Linked DNA regions of Mus musculus: regions 1 and 3 are each linked to region 2. Evidence: chromatin contacts called from public Hi-C and HiChIP or PLAC-seq data. All regions are on one chromosome and are shown on one strand. The core of a region is the stretch at or near the end of the contact, and the rest is flanking DNA. Distances in the headings are between cores, read along the strand shown.

The links. A called contact is a pair of places that touch in the nucleus more often than the background predicts. HiChIP or PLAC-seq counts read pairs in DNA pulled down with a chosen protein or histone mark.
Region 1: a Hi-C map of bone marrow-derived macrophages shows a contact between it and region 2, with 20 read pairs. The contact joins the enhancer-like site here to the promoter of Eif2ak2 in region 2. A contact is called at or near these places in 15 of 39 promoter capture datasets (the 3T3-L1 cell line, 3T3-L1-derived adipocytes, the C10 cell line and 11 more), 1 of 15 datasets of contacts at CTCF or cohesin (pro-B cells), 33 of 484 Hi-C or Micro-C datasets (B cells, CD4 T cells, CD8 T cells and 23 more), 12 of 115 datasets of contacts at active chromatin or transcription factors (CD8 T cells, acute myeloid leukemia, bone marrow-derived dendritic cells and 7 more) and 3 of 9 other capture datasets (adipose tissue, embryonic stem cells and macrophages).
Region 3: an H3K27ac HiChIP or PLAC-seq map of stem cell-derived neural progenitor cells shows a contact between it and region 2, with 3 times the contacts expected there. The contact joins the enhancer-like site here to the promoter of Eif2ak2 in region 2. A contact is called at or near these places in 3 of 39 promoter capture datasets (the HPC-7 cell line, embryonic stem cells and hippocampal neurons), 2 of 484 Hi-C or Micro-C datasets (bone marrow-derived macrophages and embryonic fibroblasts), 5 of 115 datasets of contacts at active chromatin or transcription factors (bone marrow-derived dendritic cells, bone marrow-derived macrophages, embryonic stem cells and 2 more) and 1 of 9 other capture datasets (embryonic stem cells).

Annotation. Positions count from the first base shown.
Region 1 is chr17:79,566,829-79,570,103 of GRCm38.p6, forward strand. No RefSeq gene overlaps it. Among named protein-coding and RNA genes, the nearest start is that of Rmdn2, 47 kb to the right of the region's middle. Within about 2 kb of position 1,798, at least 3 of the 459 cell types and tissues checked have an H3K27ac peak or open chromatin away from gene starts, as enhancers often do. A contact at or near this core is called in bone marrow-derived macrophages, where this site is marked.
Region 2 is chr17:78,880,308-78,883,919 of GRCm38.p6, forward strand. It overlaps Eif2ak2 (eukaryotic translation initiation factor 2-alpha kinase 2), which reads right to left and starts at 2,265. Exons shown (of 16, transcript NM_011163.4): 1 at 2,093-2,265. It overlaps Gm26637, which reads left to right and starts at 1,577. Exons shown (of 2, transcript XR_876974.2): 1 at 1,577-1,774.
Region 3 is chr17:79,823,825-79,827,452 of GRCm38.p6, forward strand. No RefSeq gene overlaps it. Among named protein-coding and RNA genes, the nearest start is that of Atl2, 70 kb to the right of the region's middle. Within about 2 kb of position 1,582, at least 74 of the 459 cell types and tissues checked have an H3K27ac peak or open chromatin away from gene starts, as enhancers often do. A contact at or near this core is called in the HPC-7 cell line, embryonic fibroblasts and stem cell-derived neural progenitor cells, where this site is marked.

The DNA of each region.
Region 1 (3,275 bases), core at 548-3,047, 690 kb after region 2:
GCCCACAGAGAGCTTTAAGATGCTTTGTGGCGTCTGTTATGGTTTAATATGAACTATTCTCTAGAGAAGATTCCACCCCTGGCTAGTGGGTGCTGTTGTGGGACGTTATGGAAACGTTGGTTGTTGGACCTTGCTGGCAGCGGGCATTTACTAGAGGCAAGCCTGGAAGGTTATTTTAAGTGTTACAGCTCTGTGGGGAAAAGCTTTTCTGGTAGAGGTGACAAGGCTCTAAAGCAAAAGCTTCTATGGAGATGTTATAGCTCTAGTGGGGTGGAGGGGGTGGGGGGTGGGCGGGCTTTCTGATGAAGGTGTCATAGCTCTAAGAGGAAGGAGAAGGTAATAGTTCTAAAGGGAAGGTTTCTCTGATGGAAACATTACAGCTCAGAGAAGGAAGGTACCCTGGCATCTTGGAGCCAAGAAATATCCACCAAGTCACACCACACAACAAACCTCACAGACGAGATTTATTGGGAAAGACACGAGGTGGCTACCTCTGCTGGGCTGTGGGCAGATAGATGCAGCAGGGAATGGGGCAGGAGTCAGGTTTATATAGGGCTTGACGGGGAGGAGTTCCCCGGGGTAGAGATTTGCAGAGTGAGAACTAGTGAGGTTTCAAGTCCTGTACTCGGAGCAAGACCAGGGATTGGTGGGATTTCACAATGAGGGGAATTAGCGCGTTTTTGTGCTCTGAGATTGGTTGGTTTTCGTGCTCATGGATTAGAGGACTTTTATGCTGAGGGATTGGTGGAGTTCTGTTAAGAATTTTCAAGAGGAAATGGGTTAAGACCTTATACCCTACAATTATATCTGGTTCTGGTTCTGGTCTGCGATGCACTTTCCATCCAGCTGTACGGTGAGTGGGTCCACCATAATTCTCTGCCATGATGGACTGAAATCATGCGCTGAAATAAGTCTTTCCTTCCTTAAGTTGCTTCTGTCAGACATTTTGTCACAGTGACTAGAAAAGTAACCAATACAGGATCTGTTCCACCAATGACATATAATATTTTAAGCTACAATGTTACAATTAATTGATCCTTGCAATTGTCATGTAAATTGGTCAAGAGATAAGCAGTTCTGTCTACAGATGAGAGACCCCTGTCATGAAACACTGAGTGACTTACCCAAAGTTCAGGTCACGTATTTGTTTTGTTCTTATTTTACACACTGCATCCTTGTATGCCATCTGGAAGACTCCAGAGCCCATGGGTGAGTGCTTTCGTTTTATTTTCTGGTTTGTTCTTGACAACTAAATTCAGTTGTGATAATATCCATTTTTTTCCTAAAGTTATGGTACAGAAATAAATTGCTTGTGTTGGTAATGAAATTTTACTTTTACTCTTGATAATGAGAACTTGTACCCACTTCTCAACCTTCCCAATGTTGTGACCCTCTTCTATAGCTCCTCAGATTGTGGTGACACTCAACCAAAAAAAATTTTTTGTTGGTATTTCATAACTGTAATTTTGTTACTGTTATAAATCATAATGTACATTTTTTGGAGATAAAGGTTTGCCAAGGAGATTGCAACCCACAGATTGAGAGCCGCTGATCATACTATGGTTTCTCCTAGCATCTCAAATAAACTATGCATAACTCACATAAATGTCCAGCTCAATTATGTGCTTAATTTTAACCTCTCATTGGAATAAAAATATTTACTTTTATACCATTTGTGTGTGTGTGTGTGTGTGTGTTTTGTTCTGATGGTTTTTTTAATGGCTAAAAAAGAAGAGATTGGTATATACAGGGAAATGTTTGTATCTTTTGACAATCAGCAGTGCCATCTACTGTCAAGTACTAAAATTAGGAAGTAGCAACTTGTCATTGAATATCTGGGTTTAGGAAGGGAAAAGCAATTTCATGATCTGGGACTTATTAATAAATATAGATTCTTAGTCATGGTTTTATTTTGTATTATATCCTTAAGCAACCTGTATAGTCATATAGTCATATAGTCATTCGTAATTATGTAATGTTGCAGACCTCCACCTTTGGAAGCAGTATTAATTAAAATAAAAATAAACTCAGGGAACAGCTCAATAGCTACACATTTTCTCTTAGGCACAGCCTTCACATCTGTAAGACTTGAACAATTATACTTAGGAAGTGGTTTTGCTAACTAAACAATGGGTAAAATTTACTTCCAAAGCAAGCATAACAAAAACTTCTAGAGTAATATGGTGTCTGCTTGGGAGGATGGTAGATGCCAGACTATGCCAGGAGCCTTCTTCTCAGCCATCTGAGAGATGGATAGTCTCTAAGATGGCAGGTGCCAATGCCAGGATGATGTAGCTAAGCTAAGGCTGGGAGTAGGTCCAGTTATTCACCTGGTTCCACAGTTATTCTCATCTCATACGTTACATCACAAAACAGGACTCAGAATACCCACCTCATAAATCCCAGGGCATGCTCACCTCAGGTCCTCCAACGAAGACTTGCTTTTTACATGTTAGTATGAATTCTGACCTTTGTACTTGGATAAGTGAACCATATTGCAGATTTGGTCTAAGTTTGCTTACTTGTGTTATTAAAAGAATAAGTCCGGGAATCCTCTAAAATAGTTCATCAAGGCAGAGAAGAGAGGCAGGGGCCAGAGGCAGCTGGTGACATTGCATCTTCAGCCAGGAAACACAGACAGCTGGACATTGGTCCTCATGTCCTGTTCTCCGTCATATTCATTCAGAGCCAGGCCCATGGGAGGATGGTGCCCTCAGTTAGAGCCGGTCTTCCCACTTCAATTAACCTAGTCCAGAAGCTCCCTCGTAGGCACAGGCAGACTTTTAGTATCATGTGATTCTAAGTCCCATCAAATGGACAATGGAGATTTGTGATCACAGGGTAGACAGGTGTGAGACTTTCTTCATCATAAAGGGTCATGGCTGACACTTCTGTACCAACAGCAAACAGGCTTAAAGAAAGGAAGCACCAAATGTCTATTTAATAAAATATGGGGGGTGGAAGCTTTGATAATGAAACTCAAGGACTCAGGAAAAAATGTTTTTTCTTCCTCCTCCTCTTCCTCTTTCCCCACTTCCTCTTTCTCCTCCTACTCCTCCTGCTCCCCTCCCCCTCCTTTTCCTTCCCCCTCTTCTTCTCTGCTCCTCTTCCTTCTCCTCCTCCTTTTCTTCTTCTTCTTTGCTTCCTCCAGGTATTGGAGTCAGTTGTGTGTAAATCTGATTGGAGAACAGAATATAATCTGACACCAGTAGACTGATATCAAGTAGGCAGCCAGCAAAAAAGGTCTGTCCTGATCCTTCTTGGCCTAGCATGAA
Region 2 (3,612 bases), core at 1,015-3,514:
CTCTGCCTCCTTCCCTGGCTCCTCCTCATCTTCTTTTCATCCAGAGACCCAGTCCTCAAGTCTCTTCCTGCTCTGTACTTAGCGTCTCTCCTGATGATCACCTCCAGGCTGTGACCTTACATTCTACCTACAGAGTGATGGTTTTCACCAGGGTTGGCAAGATGGATCAGCAGGTGAAGCAGCCTGCTGCAAAGACTGACCATCTGAGTTCAATCCCTGGGACCTACGTAGTTGTCCTGTGACCTAGACGGGCTCCCTGAAGCACATGTGAACACACATACATACACACACGCTCACATACAAATAATAGAAAAACATAAAACTAAATAAGTAAATGTACAGCTGGAAAGATGACCCAGCAGTTAACGGCACCGCTGCGCTTCCAGAGAATCCAAGTGTGGTTCTCAGCATGGCAGGCAGCTCAAACCTCTTTGTAATTCTAGCTTCTGGGGATCCGGCACCTTCCCTGGCCTCCAAGGGAATTGCATTCCTATGCACACACTCATACACAGATACATAATTAAAAATAAAAAGTAAATAAATTATTTTTTAGAAAGATTTATTTACTTTTTATGAATGTGAGTACAGTGTCTGTTACTCTCTTCAGACACACCACAAGAGGGCATCCGTCCCATTACAGATGGTTGGGACCCACCATGTGGTTGCTGGGAACTGGACTCAGATCTTCTGGAAGAGTGGTCAGCGCTCTTAACCGCTGAGCCATCTCTTCAGCCCCCAATAAATTCTTTTTAAAAATCAATATAACAGTTGTAACTGAAAAAGGAATGAAGGTACCAGAACTATAATAAGGGCTTGGTACAAATGAATGAATAAGTCCACTGGGGAATGAATGGCTAGGTACGGTCCAATCCATGCTCCCAGGAGTTGGAACCCTTTGTCTAGGGAGCAATTTTATTCACCTCTCAGGATGGGCTGGCCTTCTGTGATGCTGCAGGGGCAACTAGAATCACTCCACCTCACCACTGTATTGACAGGTGGGATTCCTATAAAGGAATCAGGATGCTTACCAGGAAGCTGCTCTCAGCTCTCAGTCGCTCACCCAAAGAGCAGCCCATCACATGCACCAACAAATGCCACCTGCTTGTCTCACCTATATCCTGAAGACCCTGATCTTTCTCCTTCCTGAAGACTGTAGGACCCCAGAAGGCTGAGCCCCTCCAGTCGCTGCTTCCCATACAACATGCATTCAGCTAGTATATGATATATAAAGGAGCAAGCTGCACACAGTGTTTGGGTCCCTCCAGGGCCGCAGGGCAAGCTGAAAAACAAGCACACACTCTGCCCTGAGAGTGTCTTTAACTCCAGGGGGCAAGGCACGGTTAGTACTAAAGGTGCAACAGGGAATCCCGTTTCTCTAGAATTCAAGGTTATTTATGAATTACCATCCACTTAACATACATGGAACGAGCACCTGTCAGGGATCAGGTGCTAGGCTTATACAAGCCAATGAAAACTGCTCTTGGGATCTTACTGGTAGAAGGAAAAAGACTAATTCTAGTACTAAGTACTAGTTGGAAGATTGAGAAAAATATGGGGCAGGGGACGGGGGGCGCTGGCTATGAGGGCAGAGTGGAGTTTCTAGCTTAGGGAAGGTAATTCATATCATTGGCTCTGTGAAAAGGACTGGATAGACAGATCTGCCCAGGAAGTCACTTGGGGGTGGGGTGAGGTGGAAAGGGCTTTCCAGGAAGTAGAAACAGGCAGCATGAAGGCAGGAGTTGGAGGGTATTTGGCTGTGGCCCAGAACCACCAAGTAAGTCTGAAAGTGGTGGGCACTGGGCGGGGGAGTTGGGAGAAGAAGGGGGAAGGGGAGGGGGAGGCGCGGGGGGGGGGGTTGCCTGACCATAGCGGCTGGTGGAGGATGGAGCAGGACCCGCTTGTCACAAAGGACAGCTAATTGGAATGCCATGACTGTGCAGCACAAAGTCTTGGCGCAGAATTCAGTCTCTGGGTCATTCAGGCTTCTAGAGTTCCCTCCAGAGTTTTAAGTCATTGGGCTTGTCATTTTCCTTCTGGGTCCCTTTTCCTGCAACCGCTATCCAGGAGTGGGAAAATAGCCCTCAGGTCTTACCAAAGTTTCTGGATCCGGACAGTGGCTCGCTCCCTGGAGCAGGATTCGAATTGTACTTCAGGTGCAGGCTCTGAAATCTATTCGCCCTCCGTTCCCTGCCGCTGCTGCTGCCCATGGAAGTCCGGGCCTGGCCGGTTCTCTTCTGTTTCGTTTTCCCGGCGGACTCCGCCTTCCCACACTGCTCTGGGCCCCTCCCGCACCGGCTCGCACCCGCGAGAAGTCAGGTAGGCGTGTCGCCTCTGTACCCCAGCGCGGGAGCCAAGGTCCGGGCCCGCCTCCCCTCTCCTGTGCAACTGCAGTAACTGCCAGCTTCTCCAGGTTTCGGACACTTCCTGGCTTCCATTCTGGGAAAGCTCTGCAGGAAGAAGAAGGAGAAACCCAAGCCTCCTGCTCCTGGATCAATGATCACAATCTACTTTTCAAAACAAACTTTGAGGAAGCAACTGGGCACATGGATGCTACCGAATTCCGATGTGCAGTGGGAGATACTGAGTAACTCGCCTCTCAGAGGGTCCAGCCAAGCTATGTCTGTGACAATTGAAGTCCAGGTTTGTAAACGTTAGTCTCCTTCCCCTTTCACACTGCCATGCCAAGGAGGACATAGCCATCTTGACAACATTGGCCAGAGGGTTGAAGAATTCTCTCTTAAATCTATTTGTCCAGCCCTCAGCAGTTACCTGCTAGCCCCTTGTTGCATATCACTCACCAGGCCAGGCCCCTGTTAAGATCCACCTGCTCCCAGAAAGGCCACAAGGAATGTTTTATCACAAGGCCAACACCAGCAGTCCCTGCTTAATAAGGAACCTTGCCTGAGCTGGAGAGATGGCTCAGCAGGTAAAAGCACTGACTGCTCTTCCAGAGGTCCTGAGTTCAATTCCCAGCAACCACATGGTGGCTCACAACCATCTGTAATGGGATCCGATGCCCTCTTCTGGTGTGTCTGAAGACAGCTATAGTGAACTCGTATACGGGTTAAAACAAAATTAAAAAAAAAAAAAGAAAAGAAAAGCAATCCTACCTTCCTGTAAGACTGTAACACACTCCCATAATGGAACTTGCTGGCCCAGGACTTGAGGGTTTAGCTTGTGGCACACTGCCCAGTGACACATCTTCATGCCTGCACTCTGAGCTGAGCACCATCCCTATGAGGAGAACTCAGGAGCTAGAATTAGAACCGGGAAATTGTACTCCCAACATGGCAACTGGTGAGAGATGGAAAAGTCCCAAGACAGAGCCCCCAATTTCACAGTCAACATTGCTGTGCCCACTCCTTTCTTCTTCCTTTCCTGTAAGGTAGGAGAACAACAGCCTAACTTTTCTTGTAGCGTGGATCCTGGGTGTAATTTGAGGTCTCTAATGTGAAAAGCCCGTGACCAGATCAGCCTCGATAAACTCCCGCTCCCTACTATAGCACCTTAAATGAACACCCGACTACCTAGGGAGAAGCTGACAGCGAGATCTCTGCAGACATTTCTCTACTGAACATTCACAATGGATGCCATTCTGCTCACTCTACCTAT
Region 3 (3,628 bases), core at 332-2,831, 940 kb after region 2:
GTATAAGAGGCAAAATGATAACACTATTTAAGATTATCTAGAAGAACCTCAAGACAATAAAAGGTCCTTTTTTTGATAAAAGGTTCTTAAAGAGACACAAGTGCTAATCACTGGGGAAGGGGCTATGCTCAAATCAAGAGTTATTTTTTTAAAGGATTTATTTATTTTAATATTATGTGTTTGCTTGCATATGTGTATGTGCACCAATTACACGGCTTGCAAATGCAGTGGTCAGAAGAGGGCAGCAAAACTGGGGTTACAGTTGACTATGAATAGCCAGGTGAGTGCTGGGTAAGAGCAGCAAATGCTTTTAACAACTGAGATACATCTCTACCCCTGAGAATCTCATTTAACAATAGACCCGATGTGTGTGTGTGTGTGTGGGGTGGGGGGTGATCAGGAAAAACACGAGCCAGAAGATATTTACACTATATGTAAGACCTATAACCTGCTTATGGAAGTTACTTTTTGAAAAATCTCTTCTAAGTCCAACAAATAAGTTATGAAGTACAAAGCCAAACTATCCAAAAGAGAAATATGGAGGGAAGACACCTCAAAGGGCTCACAAAGCAGGAAACGTGAATTGTTGTCTATGCACAAGTAATATTCAGGCTAATTAGCAATCAGATACTAGTTAAGACACCAATGAATACCATTTTCACCCACTGGTTTGGCAAAAATCACAAAGTATGATATCATCAAGGGCTTGGCATGTTCGTGAGTGGACTGGAATTTTCAGACTGTGTTAGTGGGAGTTTAAATACAACCAGAAGAAGTGAGTTGAATATTCATATATTTGTTGCCTAGCAATCCTACCCTGGAGACACTCTTTTGTATGTGCACAAGATTTCTGTAAGTCTATTCTGCTAGGAGAAGCTCATGTTAAATTATTTTAATACCAAGGATTGGCAATAAATAAAGTTTAGAAGGCTGCTGTCTGGGAGGTGACTAAGGAGATTAAGCCATCAGCTGAAATGATCATGTTGGTGGTATGCTGGAGGGAAGGCTCACAGGGGCTACCATTGCTCCTGAACGCCATCACTTAACTGTGTGACTCTCACATTTTTACATATATCCAATATGACATGATAATTTAAATAAAGCAGGAGACCAAGTGGCCAGTGTCTTCAGAGAGCACAGAAATATTCCAATTACCCATCTATACTCTTTGCTAATTAAGTGGCTAAGGAAATTCAGACTGTAATTTCCTGGCAGAGCCAGATGACAAACCCAGATTTTCCAACATTGTTTCCGGATACCAAAACTCGAGGCTGTGCCCTTTGCCCAAGTACATAACAAAAAGAAGTTTCCATTCTTTCTCATCTTTGTGTCTCCAAGAGCTGGCATGGCACCTAACAGATTGCTAGACCCCCATTGAATATTATTGTGGCATTCCTGTTGGCTTGATCACAAGATCTCTCTGTGGCTTACAGAGAAAAAAAAAGTATTTCTGTTTCCTGGCTCAGTGTCCTCAAACAAAACAAAGCTTTCCCGGAGGCCAAGCAGAAACCACAAGCAGAGGTGTCATTAGTGAGCGCTGCCAGAAGTCACATGTGTGGGCATCCCAGAGGAGAGATCTGTGAGAAGAAGCAGTGGAAAGACCTGGGCACTGGACTACACTTGACAGCTGGTCCCAGCAGGCCAGCCTGGCGTGACTGGCTTCCCTGGTGCAGATGCAAGGAAGAGAGCCAACCCCTGTGAATGTGTCTTTGTTGCCTCCCAGCAAAGGAGTGTCCAGAATCGGTGGTTCAGCTGTGGAAAGAGCAGAGGATGCCGTTTCTCTGCATAATAGGCTTGCATGGCTCTCAATGTGATGCCAAGTCTCTGGCAACATCACAGCTTCACCTCAGTTGACAATGTCCTGAACCTGAGGTTTCCCAGGCATCTGTTGCTCAAACTGGAGGTTCTGTTGGATCCTGTGGGCACCAGCTGTGGTATGCGTCAGTTGGTTGGACCACATTGAGTGCCAGCTGTGGTACAAGGTTCCACCTCTCCTTTCACGGTGGGCAGGTGCCCGGTACACAGGGTTGTAGAAGACAGGGAGAAATCCTGAAGAGGGTGGGTTCGCGCAATCTGCCTCTTTCCTCCAGGCGTCAGACACCACTGACCACCAGGCCAGGAGGGGGGTAAAGTCTGGGACAAGAGGGATCCCAGACCAGTTGGGACTGGGATGGAGGTGGGGACCCTGGGAGTGGGATAGTGGGGGTGGGGCTGGAAGGAAGGGGAACCTCCTTCGAGAATCTTCGTTACGATGGCTTCTTTAAGTGAAGGCTTTCTCCGATGATCTTTAATGAAGCAGCTCTCAATAGCATGTAGAGGCATTCCAGTTGCTGGGTACGCTGCCTGTGACAACCTGGTTGAGGGTCTCTGGGGTACATACTCCAAGGCAGGCATAGAGACAGGGAGAGAATTAACCCACTCCTTCCGGTCTCAAGTTTGAGATATCCCAGGTTCGAGCATGCTCCATCTCACCAGTTCAGTGCCAATTCCTTGCGGTCCGTGAGCCCCACAAGCTAGGGCATCAGTGGTGGGAATCAGCGGCTGCCTCCCTGACATGTCCTTTCCCGAAGAGGCTCTGAATACTTAACCCTGGAGCTCTCATCCTCCAGGTTTGGGGTGTCACTTGTATTTTCTTTATTATCCCCAACTCGTAATTCATCAAATGGTCTACCTCCCTCAATAGCTGTTGCTCTGTTTTGTGTGACTACAAGGTAATGAGGGAAGAGTGGGTGGGCTGAAGCTGCAATAGCACATCTGCTGGCTGGGAGCCCCCTTGACCCTTGATGCCATTCATCGTGACCACCATCCTTGACTGCACACAGATCCTTCTGTCCTATGAAGAAGCATCGCTCTCCTGCAGGCTGTGTGGAGAGCCAGAAGCTTGCTTCTGCCAGGCTAGGCAGGCTCTGCATGGAAGTCCATGGATGGATAGAGCATTGCCCACCATCGTGGGAGCTTCACCATGGTTCCCTACAACCCTGAAAGACAAACAACACCTCTCACCGTCGCTCCCTCTGCTGGGCCATTGGAGCATAGACTAACAGGAGATCAGAAGCCATTGTTTCTTAGGTGTGTAAAGTCCCATACATAGGCTGTGCGTATCCTTGTGGGGAGTTTGTATGTTGATCTGGTTTTTTTTTTTTTCCAGTTTGTGGTTTTTATAATTTTTTATTCACTGCTTTTTTTATTTATTTACATCACAAATGTTGTCCCCCTTCCTGGTCTTCCCTCTGAAAATCCCCCATCCCATCCCCCTCTCCTTTGCCTCTGAGAGGGTGCGCCCTTACCCACCCACTCCCGCCTCACCCTTCTAGGATCCCCCTACCCTGGAGAAACATGCCTCCATGGGACCAAGGAACTCCCCTCTGATGTCAGATATGGCAGTCCTCTGCTACATATGTAGCTGGAACCACAGACTCATCCATGGATACTCTTTGGTTGGTGGTTTAGTACCTGGGAGCTCTGGGGAATCGGGTTTGTTGATATTGTTGTTCTTCCTATGGGGTTGCAAACCCCTGCAGCTCCTTCAGCCCTTCCCCTAACTCTTCCATTGGGGCTCCTGGGCTCAGTCCGATGGTTGGCTGTGAGTATCTGCATCTGTCTTAGTCAGATGGTGGTGAAGTTTGAC